Linked DNA regions of Mus musculus: region 1 is linked to region 2. Evidence: chromatin contacts called from public promoter capture Hi-C data. All regions are on one chromosome and are shown on one strand. The core of a region is the stretch at or near the end of the contact, and the rest is flanking DNA. Distances in the headings are between cores, read along the strand shown. Region 1 holds the start of Kcnk4 (potassium channel, subfamily K, member 4). Region 2 holds the start of Tmem134 (transmembrane protein 134).

Region 1 (3,586 bases), core at 989-3,488, 2.8 Mb after region 2:
CCTCCTATCTCAAAAAACCAAAAATCATTACTAGGGTTATATTTAAATTCAGCTGTTTAGCTGAGAATCACCTGTGACTAAGCATCCAAGATTTGGCCTGGTGAGCTAATGATGTTGGAGCTGTGCAAATACCGCATCCCATGTGCTCCACCCATTCACTCGCTAACTCCATTCAGTAACTGTTCATTCTTCCTTCCTCCCTTCCACCATCACCCAGGGAAGGGGACATCCCAGGGGCACAGCCTGGTGCTAGCAAAGACAAGTGACAACAGCACAGCCGGCCGGCATATTAAAAACAAACACTTGGGTCCTAGCTCCTGCCCTGCACTCCCAGAGATGTAGCAGGACCTACCCTGTCCTCAGAGATACATGTCTGGAAGCAGCACCCCGAGCAGGACTCCACTCTAACCAACTCTGCCAACCCACCTTGATGAAATCCTCCAGGCTCTTCTGGCTCACACAGGGATGGTCCCTCAGAAACTGGTCTCGGCCATGATCCATTTTCTTCTGAGCCTGCTGCTCGTGAGGCTGCTCCAGAGCCTGGAACACTAGAGCCCCAGATACCAAGTAAAGCAGCACCAGTGCCAGCAGAGCCAGGAGTGTGGTGCTGCGCATGGTCCTTCCAGAGGCAGGTCCAGCTCCACTTCCTGCCTGGGAAGAAGGAGCAGGGAGCTCCTGGGGAGCAGTGGTCACTGCAGGCCAAACCAAGGATTATGGGGTCACGAAGAGATCCATACATCCACACCCTCCTTCTCTAGATTAGACTCCCCAAAGTTTTTGAGCCCCTAGCTTTATTATCCATAGATGTAACCCCCACACAGCCTCTGGTTCCAGGTACTAACACCTAGGCCCCCACCTCCAGCCTCCCTCTTACCTCCGGAGCCTAGCCATCAGGAGAGTGGGATAAAGAAGAAAACACTAAGCCAGGCAGGGTGAGTGAGAAAATGGGGGACTTGTGAGGCATTAGGGTGCCTGCCTTGGAGAAGACCAAAGGAAGACTAGGGAGTTCCAGGGGAAATAGGAAGAGGCTGGAGCCTGCAGAACTGGAGACAGGAATAGCAGGTCCATACTTGGCTCTCTCAGTGCGGCTGTGGCAGCCTCCTCAGATGCATCTGTCCCCTCCTGCCTTCCAGCCTAGCAGGGATCAACCGGGCGGGGATCTTCCAGGGTCCCCACCCGCCCGCTGGGCTTTCGAGGAACCCCAAGGCGGATCTGGCTGCAGGGTATAGGCAAGGCCCAGAGCCAGGGAAAGGAAAAGTGGGCACAAAGTTCCCAGAAGAAGCAAGGCACAGGGTGGGAAGGGCAGCACGGATACAGCAGCCCACGGGACAGCTGTCACTTAGGGGGCAGCGGGAGATGGCAGGCACACACACACATACATATACACAGTCTGCTACATGTGCCACAAAGATCTTTGAGCCACATTCCATTCTGCAGCTCTAGCCGCGCGCTGCCCAGGCTGCAGGCATAGCACTGCACCACGCTCCGGCAGACCCTGGCACAACTAACCACCATGGGCGTGCCCGCAGGGCCGAGCTACCCTAGAGGTCCACGCGCACGAATGCGCGCGCTCGCGTACACACACACACAGATACACACACGGAACCCGTGTGACACCGCACGCCAGCCGCTTGCTCCCACCACCTCCCCCGCGTCCTTACGCCGACGCCTCCGAGCGTGACCGGCGACGGGACGCACGGTCACACCACTCGAGGAAGGCATCCACGCGCGGGAAGTGTCCCGCCCTGCCGGTTTCTCCCAGCTCCCAGGGCCTGAGATCCAGCCCACATTCCCGCGCCTGCTCCGCACTTACTGTCTGCCCACTCTGTGGCTGCGGCTTTGGCTGCGGCCAGGTCTCCCGCGCCGCCTCGAGGGTGTGCGGGCTGAGCCAAGGAGGTGCCGGCGGCAGCCCAGAGACCGAGCCGCCGGCGGCCGTCTGACTAGGACCCCCCTCCTCCCGCCCTCAAAAGCCCCCTCCTTGGGAGCTTAACCCTACCAGAGCTGCGTCTCCCTACGTGCCGCACCCTCGCCACCGGCTCTCGCCACCAACCGCCTTGAACCCAGCCCTTACCTGCACCTGCAGCCTCTGGGCTCCCCAATGCTGTCTTGTCCAGGCCAGTGAGTGGCAGAAGACTCAGAGAAGGGTCGACGTGAAGTCCAACCTTCCAGGCTGGGATTGGGGCCCCAACGCTGCCCTAACCTGGACATCAGCTGGCCCGGGGCTCAGGACAGCCGCCACACTCATCTCCTGGAATCTTCTAGGTCTATTACTGGACTGGGAAGAGCCTTCGTTTCTCCGCCCATGAGGATAGTCTGGGCCTTGGGCTCAGCACTTGTGAGGGAGAGGCCCCCAGGGAGAAGAGGGTATGTGGGGGTGGAAGACGGGGAGCTCTCTTTGAGGCCACCTGGATTTAACCAGCTGAATGGGTTGGGTCCTAGTTCTAGGAAGTCACTGATAGAGCACCTCTTGCTCAGGCTGCATTCCCATCTCTGATCCTCCAGGCCCTGGGGTCACCCCCCCCCCCCAACCATCTGCTGCCTGACAATTCCAGCAGAAAGAGTGCTAGCATTTTCTGAACAGCTAAAGCCGGGTCCTCTTCTGTCTTTATCCTTCTTTCTTCTTCTTTATATCCTTTTTTTTTTTTTTTTTTTTTTGGTTTCTCGAGACATTTCTTTACTGATTTCCACAAAATCTCTCCTGTAGCGTTCAGAGATCCCATGCTATTGTGGTCAGTACTTTTGTTGTTGGGATGTTTTGCTTTGTTTTGAGACAGGGTTTCTCTGTGTACTCCTGGCTGTCTTGTAGACTAGGATGGTCTCAAATTCAGAGATCCACCTGCTTTGCCTCCAGAGTGCTGGGATTAAAGGTGTGCCCTACCATTACTGGGTTTTGTGGTAATTGTCAGTATGTTTAAGTGACCACCCAGATGATAGGGGGTCAGGGTGAGTTACCAAACTCCCTAGTTCCCACTTACAGTAAAAGGGTGATTACTTAACTCTGGGTGCTGATTTTGAGTATTTAGGAAGTCAGTATTTGGGGGCTGGAGAGATGGCTCCGTCTTTAAGAGCACTGGCTCTTCTTCCAGAAGACCAGAGTTCAGTTCCCAGCACCCACTACTGTCTGGGACACCCTCACACAGACATACATGTAGGCAAACCACCAATGCCTGTGCACACATACAAAGTCAGTGGTTTTTACTTTGGTTCTTTCTCTTTTTTTCGTTGTTATTTGTTTGTTTTTGGAGCCTTAGCTGTCCTGAAACTTGCTCTCTAGTTCAGGCTGACCTCAAATTCACAGAGACCCACCTTTCTCTGCCCCTCAAATGCTGAATTAAGGGCATGAACCACCACTGCCCAGCTGAGGTCAGCGTTTATAAATGCTTAAAGCCTAGCACACAGAATTAAGTGCCCTAAAAATGTTAGCAATTCTGCTTCCATCCGAAAGTGATTGTCCAGCTTACTGCTGAAGTCTGAGCCTCTGCTGTTCTCTCTGGAGACCTTGTAGACCTGGCTCCAGGAGAGTCCCAAAGAAAGAATTTCAAGGCAGACTTACTGCTAGGCTGAGATCTCAAAGGAGCTAGAATCA
Region 2 (3,645 bases), core at 701-3,200:
CCCCCCAAAAAAAGTTCTCTGACCTACAGATGCGCCATGCATCTGCATGCTCACACAGACTCCTGTGCACACACAAAAAGAAAATAATTAAATACATATGGAAAGGCAGGAGGGAGGAGAAAAAAGGAAAAGGAGGGAAGGGTGTGACAGAGGAAGAAAGGAAGGAAGAAAAAGGGGAAGCAAGAAGGAAGAAAGAAACCATGTATAGTGGTAAGCCTGTAATCCCATTATTAGGCCAAGGCAGGAGACCTCTAGCTTGTCCATATAGTGATTTCCATCCTGGTAAGAGCCACAAAGGAAGATGTCAGTGTCAGAAAGACCTCACCAGCCAGCAAAGGAGACAAGGACAGAGAGAAGCATCTGCTTGTGTCCATCAGAACCACCGGGTCTGAGAGAAAGCCAGAAGCCTCAGGGTAGGTGTCACCTCACCACAATTCAGGAAATCGCCAAGGTACACTCCCTACAACCTGGACATCCACCTGCTGGAAAAGGAGGCCTCCCACCATTCACAGGAGACAACAGTGATGTGTGCATGAGGCCAACCTCAGCCTGACTGCTGCGGAGCTGAGTGTTGGAAGCCCAAATGGTACCACGCCTACAGCTCATAGAAACAGCAAACAAGATGCATGTGGAAACCATTAGCACTGAGTGGAAAAATGGAAAAATGTAAACAACAGAATGCACTTGATACAGGAGCCCATGTTTGTACACTGCAAACACATCCATACAGAAGACAATGCCACGTAAGAGCCAGGCTGGGTTGAAACTCAGTGAGGCCAGGTCTTGGGAGAAGAAGGGGAGGGGAGGAAGATGGGGATGGAGGGAATGGGGGGGGGGGAATGAATGACCACAACTAGAGAGGAGCCTCTTTAACCATAAAATGAGAAGTTGGGTTGACTCAGTTCTTTATGGGAGATCATAAAATGTGAGGGCGGTTGGACGTGGAGGAGGGCAAACACTTTGTAAGCTAGAAAGATATGGGTTCAAATTTCAGACGTAGCACTTTGACAAACTGCCACCGATATTTACTATTATTTATACATCTATTCAGTTCCAAACACTCCTGAGCACTGAAGAGAAAGCAGTACTATAAAAGCTAAGGCAAAAAGATCAGGAATTCAAGGCCAGAGTGAGCTAAATAGGGAGCTCCTCTTCCAAGAAAACCAAAAAAAAAAAAGAAAAAAAGATAGAAGGGAATGCAGACTCAGTGCTAGAAAGATTGTTTTTTAATCACTTTAGCTGCCCCATGTATTCTGAATTGGAGAAAACAATATAAGCTCTGAGCCTCAGTGTCCACATCTGAAAAATGACAAGGACACCCCTCCATTGGAAGCTGTGGTGAGTAGGATGGAGGAACAGGTCCAAGAGTTTCTATGGCACTGGAGTGCGGACTGGAATCCAGGCTACCTCATGAGGTTTGAGCTGCTGGGCAGAGAAAGCAACCACACACACACCTCACACCCCTGGGCAGAGAAAGCAACCACACACACACACACACACACACACACACACACCACGCAACCACACACACACCTCACACCCCTGGGCAGAGAAAGCAACCACACACACACACACACACACACACCACACACACCCCGTCACACACACACACACACACACACACACACACACACCACACACACCCCGTCACACACACACACACACACACCACACACACCCCGTCCCTCCGTCCCCCCTCCTCCCCTCCCCCCTCCCTTACAAGCACAAGCTTAGATCGGTCCTGGTCACAGCCGGGGCTGTCGCTCACCAAGGGAACCTCTGGGGGGCGCCGCGAGTCCCGCTACCCGCGAGACTCTGACGCGATCCCGAAGCAACTCTGCATTCTGCTGCTCAGGCCTGCAGAGGAGGAGCGGGCAAGGGCGGGGCGGTTGTAGAGGGCAGATCTTCGCTCCCAGGGAGACGGGGCGGGCCCTGTGAGGGCGGGCCCTGTTTGGTGGGCGGGGCCGTGGCGGGCTCAAATGGCGGCGGCGCTGGGCGCCTAGGCCGGCGGGGGCCATGAGCGCCGCCCGGCCCCCAGTTTAGCATCGATGATGCCTTCGAGCTGACCCTGGAGGACGCGGGGCCTGAGCCCGAGTCCAGCGGGGTCGCCCGCTTCGGGCCGCTGCACTTCGAACGCCGGGCTCGGTTCGAGGTGGCTGATGAAGACAAGCAGTCCCGGCTACGCTACCAGGTGAACGGCCCTGCTCGTCTCACCCTCTTGTCCAGGATAGGGCGGAACCCCAGGCCGGGCCCCGGAGAATTCTAACTCCGGAGCCTCTGCCTAGAGACCCCAGCGGAGCGGAAAATTGTCCCCTAGACGTGTCTGCTCATCCAGATTTATGTCCTTGCCCTCTGAGCTCTGAGTTCGGTTCCAGTGCAGCTGTGGAGAGCCGGAAACTCGGACTAGGAACCCAGGCCTTAGCAACAGTGTAGAACCCACCTGTCTTGAAGACTGACACCCCAATATCACTCCGAGGAGTTTGGGGAGTACTTCCAATCTGAACCAGACCTTGTCGATATTTACAGCATCCCTTGAGCCCCAGATCACGTGACCTATGGAGCCTCCGCATCCCCTCTGCTTTGAGAATCACCCTAAAAGTGGAGGTCCCCACACATGATGTGTTTGCCCATCTCTTCATACTAAACCACACCATAAATCATTGTCTCAGGTAGCTTCCCCCAACCCTATCGTTCTTTAGGACGTAAGACCCAGAGGCCTGTGCTATGCTATACCAAATCCAAAGTCTCTATGTTGGGTCCCTGAAAAATCCTGAGAGCCTCATTTGAGTGGTCACCTGCTCCTGGGATCCATGCTGGCAGCCCACCCCTGCTGGATTCTGTGCTGAAGCCCCCAACAGCCACCTACTTCCTACCCAGGTTTTGGTTTCTGAATCATCAAACCGGTTCCGCTGGGAGGGCAGGGAGAGGCAGGAGAGCAGCTGCCAGATGTGCCAGGCAGAAGCTGTCAGGCTGCCTTTCTCCTCCCCCCAGAGGGCAGTGGAAAGGCCCATTCCTGAAGCTTATCTGAACCTTATGTCCTGTAACAGAACCTGGAAAATGATGAGGACGGAGCCCAGGCCTCTCCGGAGCCGGATGGGGGAGTCAGCACCAGGTCAGGGCCAGGTGGGGACCCACCCTTCTTATCCCAGGCCCCGTGTCTCAGGCTCCTGTCTGCAAGGACCTGCCCAGTCCCAACCAGATGCACTTACCTGTCTTACAGGGATTCCTAGCCCTGCTTCTCTCATGGGATCTGCTGTCCAGCTGGGTCACCTTACCCCAGTGCCCCGGTCCTCCACCTTATCAATGCCAGGCTTTCTGTCTTCTAGGAATCCTCAGTTTAATCCAGTCCCCACCCTCTTTCATTCCTCTTAACACACACTCTATTCTGTAATTCCTTTTCACCCCCTACCCTTGACCTCCTTCTGGACCCTCTATCCTGCAGGGGTTAACCTCAGTCCCTAGATACACCTTGAGTTTATCTCTCAGCTTCTGTCCCTCTCTTTATCTTCCCTGCCCCCTCACCATCCTTCTGTCCTTCAGGGATTCTGGGCACATGTCTGTCCGCAGCTCGCAGTGGTCCTTCAGCACCATCAGCAGCAGCACACAGCGCTCCTACAACGCCTGCTGCAGGTGAGAGCCTCCTCA

The links. Promoter capture Hi-C pulls out the DNA fragments that hold promoters and counts their contacts.
Region 1: a contact with region 2 is called in a promoter capture Hi-C map of embryonic stem cells, with 5 times the contacts expected there. A contact is called at or near these places in 2 of 39 promoter capture datasets (embryonic stem cells and hippocampal neurons), 4 of 130 datasets of targeted methods (astrocytes, embryonic stem cells and stem cell-derived neural progenitor cells) and 1 of 9 other capture datasets (liver).

The regions. Positions count from the first base shown.
Region 1 is chr19:6,932,277-6,935,862 of GRCm38.p6, forward strand. Kcnk4 (potassium channel, subfamily K, member 4) reads right to left here and starts at 2,239. Exons shown (of 7, transcript NM_008431.3): 1 at 2,072-2,239; 2 at 427-692. The coding sequence starts at 615.
Region 2 is chr19:4,124,010-4,127,654 of GRCm38.p6, forward strand. It overlaps Tmem134 (transmembrane protein 134), which reads left to right and starts at 1,951. Exons shown (of 8, transcript NM_001078649.1): 1 at 1,951-2,031; 2 at 2,033-2,191; 3 at 3,048-3,112; 4 at 3,541-3,630. The coding sequence starts at 2,017. It also overlaps a transcript of Aip not described here.